Regions from separate parts of the Rattus norvegicus genome. Here region 2 is linked to region 1. The links are chromatin contacts, called in public Hi-C maps. All regions are on one chromosome and are shown on one strand. Each heading gives the region's core, a stretch centred on a gene start, on an enhancer-like site or on the middle of the called end of the contact. The rest is flanking DNA. Distances are from core to core; before and after follow the strand shown.

The links. Hi-C and Micro-C count contacts between places; a contact is called where the count stands out from the background.
Region 2: a Hi-C map of liver shows a contact between it and region 1, with 4 times the contacts expected there. The contact joins the promoter of Tsnax here to the promoter of C19h1orf131 in region 1. A contact is called at or near these places in 2 of 12 Hi-C or Micro-C datasets (hepatocytes and liver).

What each region holds. Positions count from the first base shown.
Region 1 is chr19:69,718,296-69,725,127 of GRCr8, reverse strand. C19h1orf131 (similar to human chromosome 1 open reading frame 131) reads left to right here and starts at 5,488. Exons shown (of 7, transcript NM_001034919.2): 1 at 5,488-5,585. The coding sequence starts at 5,498. It overlaps Gnpat (glyceronephosphate O-acyltransferase), which reads right to left and starts at 5,421. Exons shown (of 16, transcript NM_053410.2): 1 at 5,161-5,421. The coding sequence starts at 5,235.
Region 2 is chr19:69,870,384-69,877,218 of GRCr8, reverse strand. Tsnax (translin-associated factor X) reads right to left here and starts at 4,009. Exons shown (of 6, transcript NM_022262.3): 1 at 3,914-4,009; 2 at 3,507-3,611; 3 at 2,963-3,077. The coding sequence starts at 3,929. It also overlaps the pseudogene LOC134483406.

The DNA of each region.
Region 1 (6,832 bases), core at 4,239-6,738:
AAAACACAGGCTACTCTTTGCTTTTTAAAATACTTAAATAAGTTCCACCTACTCAGAATAAGGCCAAGGTCATTTTCAGAGTGAGGGAAGACCTGCTGTGTCCAGCCCTGTCTGCTGAAGTCAACAAGTCACTCACTGTTACTCCTGGTAAGTAAACTCACTGTGCTCCGCGGCCACAGGGAGCCATGCTGGTATCCTTCTGACATGTAGGCATCAGTCTGCACGGCCCTGCTGCTTTCCTGTACCTACCTTAGCATCATTCCTAAGGAGGCTCCTGGAACTCCCCATAGACTCACTCACACCAGCACAGGACCTCTCTGCCTGCTATTCACATCTACTACGTGTGCACTCACACACTGTACTTACATATCTATGCATGGTAACAATTACCCCAAAGGCAGGACGTATAATTAGCACATTAGCATCTGGCCATGTTGCTGAGTGTAGCCTAACATAACACATGCTTTTGCTTGTAAGACTAGAACGTCTTCTTAAACTTTACAGTTCTCCTTAATAAAGTAACAGCTCAAACTTAAGACTCAAGAAACTACTATTATATAATCTAAGGGCAAGTGAGATCTTAGAAACTTCCCACTCATGACCTTAGGAGTTGAAAAGGGACAATGTCATCATTATCAGGAAACTCACTGTGGGTGGGATCCAGGACAACTATGAACCCAAATCCAGAGGACCAGGCAGATGATGGATGGATGGATGGATGGCAAGCTTGACAAACTCCTTGTTCCCTACTCTCTAATGTCAAGTGCACATCTTTTTATGCACCCAAATCAGCATGACATCTACCACCTGTCCCTCATATGTAAAGGATTACAGCATGCAGGAGCAGTACTTACAGCAAGCAAACACATTTGAATGGCTACTTATCCAAGAGCACAGTGCAAATGAGAATCCAGTAGGGAGGTCTGGCTAAAGCGTGTTCCCCACCTCAAGTTGTCCCTTGGGCCCTACCAGAGCCTCCTTCTCCACTGCTTGCCTGAGCAAGTGGCCCCTCAGAGCTCTCTGTGTACCAGGCCCCTTGCTATAGGCTGGGAATACAGCAATAACAGGGCAAGCAGACACTGCACAGAGAGAAACACGCCCTTCAGCAAAGACAGACAAGATCAGGTGGGAGTGACTGTACTGGCAGGCAGTGTGCTGGTCAGTGAGCTCCAGCAAAGCCCAGGCTTTGGCACTCTGTGACAAATGTACTCCTATCAAGGCCAGCTCATACCTCACCAGCAGTGGCCAAGATGTACAGCAGCACCAGATGATACTCCCCTAAGAGGACAACCTCTAGAACAGAGATAACAGTGGTGTTCAGTAAATACTTAGGAAATGGTGCTTGGTAATACTTGTTTATGTTTATTTTGTAGAAAATATGTTTAAGTGTAATTTTAAGTGAGTTGAACTTTGGCTTTCATTGATGGCTGTCTTACCAATAAGACAAATGCCATGAATCCTTAACAATCAGCTCTGGCCAGCCAGTACAACTACTGTTGGGACCCACCACAGAATCAGCTCGAGGAGATAAAGCAGGCTGTTAATGAGGAAGTACTTTATACTGAGTGGGTCAGGCAATGTTTGCACTAGGTCCCTGATATTAAAAGAGTCAGCAATGAGAAGTTCTGCTACACAGGGGGGACCATGAACATTTTGAAGAGACAGCACACTTCCTTCCTGTGAGATATAAAGTCTTAATGGAGGAATGCAGAAAGCAAGACTACAGCAGGAGCCCTTGCCAGGTCATGTCAGTCTGAGATGGGTTTACAAGTGCCTAGATTGTTCACTGGACTCTTAACAAGCAACCAGGGACCTGGATTGTGCATTTTGGGTACAGATACGGACACTCGCGCACACATGCACACATACATGGCCTCTTGGGAAGAGTGCACTTAGCTCGCTTCAGATGCATCCCACCTGCCCAGTGACTTGCCGAATCCACGTACTCAGTCACTCCCTCCTCTTCTGCTTGGGTACCACATTCCTAACTCTACATGGACACCTCCCAAACACTTAGGATATACCTGGTCCAGATCACGATAATCTACAGCTGACAATCTTACATCTCAGACCGAAACTTTTCCTACCTGACTAGACCTGCTCCTCCCCTGTATTTCCTATCACTGAGAGATCAGCATCTGCCCAGTTGCCAAACCACAGGAACTCAACCGCCTACTTCAGACTGCCCCCACTTTCTTGAAGTCCTAGATTGAACTACCAAGTATTACCAAGCACCATTTCCTAAGCACCATTCCCAGCACCAAGAAGCTTCTGCCCTAAGTATTGCATAAAGCCATCATGCTTTCTGCTTCCCAGACTGTGCAGCTAGCCGTTTGTCCTAACTGATCTGCGTGCTGACAGATCATGTCTTCTGAGTGAAAGAACTCGCTAATGCAGACAACCATGACAGAAGCCTAGTGGTTGTCTTAAGACTTTCTACAGCATAAACACAGGGAAGATTTAGTACTCTATAAAAGCCATGAATAGCCACGTGTGAAATTCTTTTAAGACTTTTTTTTTTTTTTTGGTTCTTTTTTTCGGAGCTGGGGACCGAACCCAGGGCCTTGTGCTTCCTAGGTAAGCGCTCTACCACTGAGCTAAATCCCTAGCCCCAAGACTTATTTTTTGTTTTATGTATATGAGTACACTGTAGCTGTCTTCAGACACACTAGAAGAGGGAATGGGATCCCATTACAGATGGTTGTGAGGCACCATGTTGTTGCTGGGAATTGAACTCAAGACTTCTGGAAGAGCAGCAGTCAGTGCTTTTAATCGCTGAGACATCTCTCCAGATCAAAATGTATAGCCCAGGCTGGCCTCAAACTTGTGATCCTCCTGCCTCTGCCTCCTTCAGCAAATCCTACCAGCATGAGCCACCACAATCGGCGTGAAATTCTTTTAGACAATACTTTTTGCTTATGTTCTTAATTTTGTCTTGTGTCTTCTTTATCATTCTCTAATCGGTTTCCCCGCACACAAGGCAGTGCTTTTCTTACGTAACACTGCAGCAGTTCTCACCTCCCAGAAACTCAGATTTGTTGTCATCTGTTAGAAGCCTTGTCCAGTGCCCAAACCAACCAGACGTCTCTTCCCTTGACTCCAACCGCATTCAGCGCATGTACTCATCCCTGCCCTTGTTTACCCCCCTTGAGTAGACTGTGTGTTGACATTTCCCATTCCCTGTGTGCTTAGAGGCAAGGCAATCTTTGGAACTGAGACTAAAAACTGGGAGACTGCAGGCACTCCTAATGTTTGCATCATTAATAGTATCTCAATATCATTAAAGAACAACAGATTAGACAGAAAGCATAGCACAATTAACAGTGTGGTGGAGGAAGTTAGGCAGCCTGAAGCAGCCTACCATGGTCACCAACTGTGCAGTCACAAACGTTAGCCAGTACCACTGTCATAGGCTGCTGAGCCACGAGTGTGCCACCATGTTGTGGTACACACCTTTAATTCCAGCACTCAGAGTCGGGTATATCTCTTAGCAGAGTCCGAAGCCAAACTGGTCTACAAGGGAAGTTCCAGGCACCCTCAGCTACACCAAGTAAACTCTGTCTCAGAAAAGAAGACAAAAGGGCTGCTGACAGCCTTAAAAGAGGAAATGTTCATGCCTTACTTATTCCCACAGAAAGCTGACAAAAATGTCATCATTTTAAAAAAACAAAACAAAAAAACAAACAAAAAAAACACATACAAGGAGAATCCCAAACACACACACCCATTTAAAGGCCAAGAGCTTCTGAAGTTAGAACTATGTAGCAATCTTTCCGAGGTGCCTGCTTTACAATAACCAATGGTAGAGATAGGGACACCACTGGGTGGTGAAGTCTATGAGAGGTTCCAGCCATGGGTTTTAAGGCTGAAGCTCATTTCAATCATAAATCTAAATTTCTTAAGAAGTTTGCCCACATTCCAACCGATGTTGTCCTAATCTCAAGGGAGTGAATTCTCTCAGGGGTGTTTACTTTGCTCTTGTGTGGTTTTTTCCTCTTTGACCATTCTACACAAGCTAACACTACACTGGACTCAAACCAGAAAATGGTGCTAACTGGCATAACATGAAAATATCCTTTGAAGAACATTATTTGTCAACAGTGGTGGTGTACACTGTGATCCTGGCTCTCGGGGGGGGGGGGGGGGGCAAGAGGATTGCAAGATCCAGAAAGCCTGGGGCTTTACAGCTAGTGCCAAGCCAGAGTACAAACCAAGAAGATCTCGTTTCAAAAAAAAATTCCCCCAAGGATAGAGAAATGGCACAAGGGTTCATTCAGTCATTCCTTTCCCAGAACCCACATGGCAGCTCACAATTTGTAACTCAATTTCTAGAGCTGGTCTCTGATGCAGACACCACGTGGTGCACAAACGTACATTCAGGTACACTCATACACATAAAATAAAAATAAGCAAGTTCTCCCCACACCCCCCAGGAATTGTGCAATCCCACGGACTGAAAGGACACAAAGTTTCTACCTTGATAATTGCTCACGAATATTGTCAGTGACCAGGACTTGGAAACCAAACTAGGCAAACCACCAGTTAAAAGCAGAAGAGGAAGAAAGGGGTGCGGGGTGTAGAAGGCAAGTTGGGAGCGAAACCAGTGGCAATGGGAATCCCTATTCAGAAACTTGTGGAAACAGCGAATAGAAGACAGTAATTTCCTGAGGTTCCAAGTCTTCCTCAATTAAGAGTGTTAAAAAAAAAAACAACAAAAACAAAAAACAAAAAAACTCTACGCGCATATTGTAGTCGAATATTTTTTTCTCTCAGGAATATTTGGGAAAGGGGGAGAAAAGGCGGGAGGTGGAGAGCCTAAAGCCTTCAACCGCTGGGTCAGGGCTAAGGTTATTCATGGGGCAGAACTCTGCTGACACGCCTCCGGTGGACTCGGGACCCTCATGTGGTGTGCGGGGGCTCCCGGCCTGATGGAGAGAAGGGACAGAGGAACCACCATCGAAATAAACTTGTAAAAGCAGACATGTTAACCGAGGCGCATACACGTGGTTGCCGTGGATACCAAGCCAAGTACCCAAACCCTGTTCAGACGTGGGTCAGGACCCGCTCTCTGATACAGGGGTCATGAGCTGGGGACACAGGGGTCGGGGGGACTGTCCTTCCCGCGATGTCGCCCTGGGCCTTGGTCCCCCAGGCGCCTACCGCATAGAGGAGCACACTGCTAGGGCTGGCAGAGCCGACCGAGAATCGGGAGCTGGAGGAGCTAGGAACGTCCATGGCGCGGCTGCCGTCCCGGGCGGGGCCTGGACTGGTCTGCTACACGGCTGTGGTGCAGCCGCTGGGGGCGGTTCTTTCGAACGGGGCGGCTCCCATCGGCCCAGGGCAGTGGCACTCCGTACGGCCACCACACGGGACGCCGGGCACCGCCATCTTAACCAGGCCCGAGGCCCGCGCTGGGCCCGTGACGCATGCGCAGAAGCCGCACCGGAAGCGGAAGTGGTGGGCTGTGTGCTTGCTCCTGGGGTCCGTGCTGATTCCAATGGCGGCAGAGCGAGAGTTGGATTCCTCTGAGCTTCCTGGTTCGGAGGCGCTCCTGGACGCCGTGCTGCGGACCCTCTACGACCTGGGTGAGCGTATCTCCTGGGAGGAGGCGGCCAAAGGCAGCGAGATGCATCGGAAGGCGGCGGGACCACGGGCTACGAGATTTCCTGGAGCCATGCCGACCGGCGGGCTCTTTCCTGCAGCGCCTCCCTCTCCGAGACCTTTTCACCTACTTCTTGGCCGACCTTTCGCTCTCCTTCTCACTGAGCAGGAAAGAAAAATCAGAGCTGGATACTAAAGTCAGGCTGAAGTGCTCACGCAGATTGCCTGACTTTTAGAACCAGACACGTAGCAAACGCTCAATTGTGTTTATTTTGGAGTGGTTACTCAAAATTCCAAGCTCACTTAGACGATTAAAAAGAAAAAAGCTTAGAACTCGGAAGAACGTTCCAGGTGTACATGCTTTTTGTGTGTTTCCCTCATTAACTGTTAGAGCAACCTTAAATATATTAAAGGTTCCCCTTAAGAGCTCGAGTCTCAAGATCTAGAGCCTGATGTGACATTCTGAGCCGAGTTTACTTGTCCGTTTTAGGTTCTCAGTGTCCATGGAGTGGAGGACAGACAGCACTTGGCCTCCGACTTTTACAAGTTTTAAGACTTAATTTTTTTAAAATCATAAATAAAGTTTATATCCGCATGTGCTGGAATTTATTAAGATAGTTGCTCAAGTCACCCGGATTCTTCTTACTCATTTTTATATCCATACTGGCCGAGTTAAAATGGCCACAAGTACGTTATTGAGTACACAGCTAGTGTTTAGAAAGCTCTTGTGCCCACACTGTAGGTGAGTCATGAGGCTCAGAATTCTGGTTCAAATTTCAGGTCACTGTTGAGAGTCTGAGCAGAAGAAACAAACCGAAGATAAGAAATTTAGTAGAAAGTAGAGGTATTTAAAGTAAAGCCATTTAGCTGTGCTTCCCTTTAAATTTAAAATGGAAAGGAAACAGGAAGAACCCAGACATGAACCCATAACCCTGCAGTGTGGTTTAAAAAAAATGCTAGTGTAGAGGCAAGTGCTTTTAATACAAAGAATGATGGTGTTGCCAGTTACGGTCCTGGGAACTATGGCACGCTGGCACCGAGTAAGGAGCAGGTGTGAGGACTAGAGCAATTAATTGTATTACTAAAGATCAGAGATGTACACAGCCACCTAGGAAGGAAGGAAGGAAGGAGTTTGATTTCTAAAACTTTTTTTCAAGTTACATTTTTATTTTTATCTGTGTGGGTGGGTGGGTGCCACCTCCATCCACCACACGCAATGAAAAAACACTCA
Region 2 (6,835 bases), core at 2,760-5,259, 150 kb before region 1:
AGTGCTGGTCCTGGCTGGACAGCACTCCAGACACAAAGCCGTCATCCTGAAGATCACTGATGATGGTACCTCAGACACCCTCACAGCCATGCCCTGGTGGCTGGAATTGACCACTATCGCTGAAAAGTGTCAGCTGCCATGGGCAAAAAGATTGCCAAGAGATCCAAGATCAAGTCCTTCGTGAAAGTTTTTAACTACAACCACCTCATGCCCGCAAGGTACTCTGGGGATATCCCCTTGGACAAAACTGTTGTCAACAAGGATGTGTTCAGAGACCCAGCTTTGAAATGCAAGGCCAGGCTTGAGGCCAAGGTCAAGTTTGAGGAGTGATACAAGACGGGAAAGAACAAATGGTTTTTCCAGAAGTTTCAATTTTAGGTATTTTTTTTTGTTTCCATCATTAAAAACTAAAACAAACAAACAGTAAGAATAGTCAGTTCAGACCCTGGGGATAAGATTCAATGGGTGAAGTACGTGCTATGGGACCCTGAAGGCCTGAGTTCAGACCCCCTGAACTCTAGTAAAAGCCCAGCCACGGTGTTGAACATCTTTAATTCCTATGGTCAGAGGAGCCACACGGATGCCTGCAGCTCAGGGCCAGTCTGGGCAAAGCAGCAAGCTCTAGGTTCAGTGAAAACCCTATCTCAAAACAAGTCTAAGTCAGAGAACAGAAGAATCAGAAGCAGCACCCACCCTCCATGTGCACCTGCAAACAGACACACTCAATCCAGAGTGAGACAGAAGCCAGTATGGTGGCACACACCTACAGGTCCACCACAAGAGATGAGAAGGCAAAAAGAACCCTGAGTTCAGCCTGGACTACAGAGACTATGGCTCCAAAGACAACAGAGGGCTGGAAAGAAGGCTCAGAGGGTAAGGCAAGCAGCACAACAAAAGGACAAAGGACAAGAAACAGACAAAGCAAGAAAGAAAGAGAATCCAGACCCATCACTAAACAAACGACCTTGTAAGCGCCCCCACCAGCTGTCATAAATTACCGGGATTGATTTTTAAAATGTAAGAGAAACAAGAAATCCAACTTAAAAGTAGATATGCATTGTTTTGGTTTGTTTTTAAAGGAAGCTGGTGTGGGTATATATGTCTCTAATCACAGCACTTAGGAGGTGGGCACAGGATCATAAGATCCTGTCTCAAAAAAGAAAATCGATGAACAGGGGAGCCAATAGCCAGAAATGAAATGGTGGTAAAATAAGATAGCACTTGGCAGTATCTTCAAGGTCCTGGGCCCAGTCAGCACAGGAAAATCAAAGACTAACACGTGATTGGAACAGAATGCTTCAAAATAGTTTGAATAGTAAAAATGCAACAAATATCATCTGTTCTTCCCTAAACAAAGACACACGCACCCCTCTGGAGGCGCCTGGAATTCATCCTACACGAGATGACACACACACCCTCTGCCCAACACAGGATGGAGAGCGGAGGGGCTGACCCAGGAGAAAGCTTCGGGGAGAGAGTGTGAGATGAAATGCTCTGCGGTGTGAGCATCCCTGAATGCTCAGTGCTCTAACCCGCTGCCTGCTCTGTTCAGGCCAGGGTCACCAGAGGAAACCTCCCCAGAAAACCAAGATGGCCCCCTGGAGAGAGAAAGTGAAAAGCAAGCAACAGCACAGGCTCCAAGAGAATCTGTTAAAGAACCAAGCAGTCAATGGTATTGCACGCTGTAGGAATACAAGAGCAGACACACTTTTACAATAGGTACAAGAACCAGAAACACACAAGACTGCAATGACACTGAGTGGAAAACTGAATGAGAAACTCACCATAGTTTCACATCTAATTTTTATGTAAACTGACACTTTAATGTAAGAGGTTCTAGAGCATAATCCAAAATTTAGCATATTTTCCTCAGACCATACATATGTATAAGGATGTGTGTGTGTGTGTGTGTGTGTGCGTGCACGCGCGTGCGCATGCGCATGTGTATAAATAAATGATCCAAACACAGTATGAAGTCCTTAGGTAGGATAGAAGAACTTTCCCTCCTATTTTAAAATGTTACTTTTGGGACCTGGAGAGATGGCTCTGCACTTAAGAGTACAGACTGCTTTGACAGAGGACCAGAGTTCACTTCCCAGCACCTATGTAGAGTAGCTCACAGCTCCAAGGATGTGACACTCTTGTGCACATACCCACAGACATACACAAACACATTTAAAAACAGAATTATTTTTAACATTTTTTGTGTTTATGAGTATTTTTCCAGCATGTACATTTCTGCCCCATCTGTGTGCCTGGTGTCTGTAGAAGCCAGAGGACAACATCAGGTGCCCTAGAACTGGAGCTGCAGATGGTTGTGAGCCACTGTACGGGTGCTGGGGACTGAGTGTTCTTAACCACAGAGACTGCTCCAGCCCCAAACCCCCTAATTTTTAAAACGTGGCTGCTAGGATTAGCTGATACTCTTTAAAATCCAAAATATATTCTAATATCTGCTACTATCTGCTGCTGAGATATAAAAGGTATAGCTACAATGTATCAGAAAATCAATTTTAATTTTTTAATCATATTTATAATGTGTGTGTGCATGCTCTCATGTTCTATGATGTGTGTGGAAGTCAGAAGCCTCTCTGTGTGTGTGTGTGTGTGTGTGTGTGTGTGTGTGTTGTATGCATGTTCTCATGTTCCAGGATGGGGGGAAGGACGTCAGAAGCCTATTTGTGTGTGTGTGTGTGTGTGTGTGTGTGTGTGTGTGTGTGTGAGAGAGAGAGAGAGAGAGAGAGAGAGAGTGAGTGTGAGTGCATGTGAGTATGTGAGTATGTATTCACATGCTCTCCTGTTCCAGGGTGTGTGTAGGTAAGAAATTTCAGGAGTTGGTTCTCTCTTTTTACAACACTGGCCCAGAATCCCAACTCAGGCAATCACACTTGGCCACAAGCTCCTTTACTCACTAAGCCATCTTGGCAGCCCTCCGAGTGGCAAACTTCAAACATTTACCCACCTTGTGATCCTATGGAGAAGAAAAATCGTCCTCTTACTTTCCACGGTAATATCCCGGCTTAGTTTCACAAGTCGCTCATATTTGTCGTGTCTTGTGTCCAGCTCCTGCTGAAACGCTAGAACACATCATGATACCATAAGCATGCATACTCTTTACTCAGCTGAACAACAGAAAGAATGCATGATGCAACATGCTGTAGTCAAAGCGGAGTAACTGAACGCTATCCTACCTGTGATGTGCAAAACCACAGAACTTGGGTATCCCTGGGGGTTTTAAAGTGGCACTGGTCTGTAAATGAATACAGCAAACTACCTCACTGTCATCTTCACTGTAACACTCTCAATGTTTAGTCCCTAACACTGACAATGGCACAAGAGGACTGGGCTATATAACTCCATCGGTTCTCGCCAGGCGTGCGCTAACTCTGGGCTCAGTGTTCAGCACTGCATCAAAACAACCCCTAAATGCTCCCTACCCCACCCCATCCCACAACACTACAGTGACACGATTGCTAGGGCTTCAGTTCTCCGAATTGGAAACTTACATTTGAAGGCCAGCATCACCGGCGAAGACGAACTGGCATCCTTCCCTTCTCTCCTTTGGTTATGTGGGAAGTTATCATGCTTCCTCTTCCTGAACCCTCCTGGTCCTTAGGTAGAAAAGAAGAGCTGGATGGCGCCCTTGCTACATCGCGCTAGCACAACCCAGACTATCCCCTTCGTCCCCCCTCCCCCCACGCTCCTACCCGCAGGACCCAACATCCCCAACCATACAGGGGTCCCCAAACATGTGCACTGGTGCAGGGGTCGCACAAAGCGCAGGTCCAGACCCCAAGAATGGAGCTGCGCTCGAAGTCGGTCGGCAGGGCCCCCCCGGGGCGTGCTACGGGCACGGTGACAGCAGAGCACCAGTGCCAGGCCCAGCCAGCCCCTCCACGCGCCGGCCCCGCACCCTCTTTGCCGTTCATGACCGCGGGGCCTCGGTTTGCAAGCGCAGGAACCGCAGCCGCCGGGTCAGCTCAGCAAAAGGCCGTCGCCAGACACTGCGGAGCGCGGACAGAGCCAGTGGTGACAGCGCAGACCGCCCTGATCCCAGTAGGCCACCGCCCGGAAGCTGAGCCTTCACGCAGCCTCAGCCGGGAGCTGCGTCCGCCGCGGAGTCCCCCTCGGCCGCACACACTTCCGGTCCGTGCGCCCATCGCTGTGGCGGGCATGAGGGCAGGCGCGCTCCTGCAGCAGCGGAGGTTTCCGGCCCCGCTCCCCGCGCGCTCCCTGTGCCGCACATACTTCCGGTCTGTGTCCAAGTTTCTCCAACGTCTGTGTACGTACCCGGCGCGCTCCCTTAGCCGCACATGCTTCCGGTGTGCCTGACTGTGGTGCAAGCAGTTGAGTGCTCACCTGCCCTGTGTGGTCCTCGTACGTACACGCATGCCCTCCGCTTGTGGTGAGTGCGTGGCACCAGGAGGTGTTGGCCTTGGCCTCAGTTTCCCCCTCTGTCAAATGAGGGTGGTCTAGCATGCCTCCCTCGAAAGGTCATTGAAAAGCAGCAGCCTTAGGATAGATAGAAAAGTTTGGTCACATTGTTAAGCCGCCAAGCTGTTGTTTGAGCAAATGCTACCTCACCTAGCTAGACCTTGGACCCATGGACCCTGGTACCATACCCTCGAGGCTTCCAGCAGCCCTTCATTAAAGAACCGTACCCAACTAAGATTAGCACACAAGCTAATAATAGAAACACAAGCCCAGCATCTTGAGTAAGTTGAGCCATGGGCATTACAGACATTTAGTCACACAGTCTGTTCTTGTTAACTTAAGAACAGAGACAGTTAAGGAATGATATACCTAGAATTAGGCAGTGACGTCAAGGCCACAACAGCATCACAGAAGAGTTTTTCTGACCTCAGTAGCCTCCAAAATGTCTTTTGGCTCAAAAACAGACCATAAGCTGTCACCATTGAATCTGCAACAAGCCAGAAGGATTGGGCAACAACAGATGGATGTTGGACACATAACTCTCTTGAGTTTCTGTGAGTTCTGAGCCTATTCACATTCACTAATTGTCTTATTCAGGGTTTGTATTCCTGCATAAAACATGCCCAAGAAGCAAGTTGGGGAGGAAAGGGTTTATTCAGCTTACACTTCCACATTGCTGTTCATCACCAAAGGAAGTCAGGACAGGAACTCAAGCAGGTCAGGAAGCAGGAGCTGAGGCAGAGGTTATGGAGGGATGTTTTTTTTTTTAAAGAATTTATTTATGTATTCATGTACACTGTAGCTGTCTTCAGACACACCAGAAGAGGACATCAGATTCCATTACAGATGGTTGTGAGCCACCATGTGGTTGCTGGGATTTGAACTCAGGACCTTTGGAAGAACAGTCAGTGCTCTTAGCCGCTGAGCCATCTCTCCAGCCCATGGAGGAATGTACTGGCTTGCTTCCCCTGGCTTGCTCAGCTTGCTCTCTTATAGAACCCAGGACCACCAGCCCAGGGATGGCCCCACCCACAATAGCTGGGCCCTCCCACCCTTGATCACTCATTGAGAAAATGCCTTACAGCTGGGTCTCATGGAGGCATTTCCTCAAGGGAGCTCCTTTCTCTGTGATAACTCCAGCTTGTGTCAAATTGACACAGGAAACCAGCCAGTACACCAGTATTCCACTATTTTTTGATTGACGATGATGTGGGAGCTACAGGGATTGCTCAGTAGGTGAAGTACTTGGCCTGCGGGCATGCGGGACCCAAGTATCACCCAGAATGCACATAGAGCATCATTGGGGAGATAGAGACACACAGATCCTTGGGGCTTTGTGACTAGCAGGTGGGGAAGTTCTGATCTAGTGAGAGACCTGACTATAAAAACTGAAAAGTCTCTCTCTCTCTCTCTCTCTCTCTCTCTCTCTCTCTCTCTCTTACACACACACACACACACACACACACACACACACACACACACACACACAAAGATACCGTGGGGAAGGGAGAAGTGAGAAGTGAGCAGGTGAGTAACGCTCTTGCCTTACACCCATGTAAATGCCAGGTAGTGGGTGCAGCCTCCCACCGGTAATTTCTGGAAGAGCTAAGATGAGATCTTGGGGAAGACTAGCCAACACACTCCAGGTTCACGTGAGAGACCCTGCCTCAGTTATTAGCTGGAGAATGATCTAAGATGATAGTCTGTGATTCCTCTAGATCACACACACACATGCTCAATGCATGCATGCATGCATGAGACACACTCGTAAGCAAAAAAACAAATGGGACCTGATCATGCTTTGAGAGAGAGAGAGGAGAGAGAGAGAGAGAGAGAGGAGAGCGCTCAGATATTGATGTCTTACTCTAATGTCCTCCCAGATTCCAGGGCAGCAGTTGATGGTTTATTAAAAGATAAAGATCGGGGATGGTCTCACTGTCCATACTAATTTACCATACACTGGGAAGTGTACACTTGACACTCCCAAAGCCTCTCTCCCAGTACCTGACTCATCCTTTTCCTGCTGCAGCCCCTCCCTGGTTCAGCTATGGCTCTGCTACCTGAACATGTTTTTCCACGGCTCCCCATAGAGCAAGGGTTTCATCACTTTTAATAATGACCTCTCAAAGTTCTTAATGGAGGTGAATCCCCTGGGCATTTTCCCAGCACTTATTTACATATGTACCTAACCCCAGGCCTCCCCAGGGCCCCAGCTAGCTACACCTCTGTCAGGAAACTTCTCTCAGTTTCTGTGGCACCTTGCCTGGAGAACCCTTCCCAGAATCCTTCCCCTGTCTCCTAGTTTTATTGTTCCAGTCACAAACACAAAGTGTTGGTACAAGTGTTGGTAAGACAGTTGTTTGGGGGTTTTTTTTGTTTGTTTGTTTGTTTGGTTTTTCTT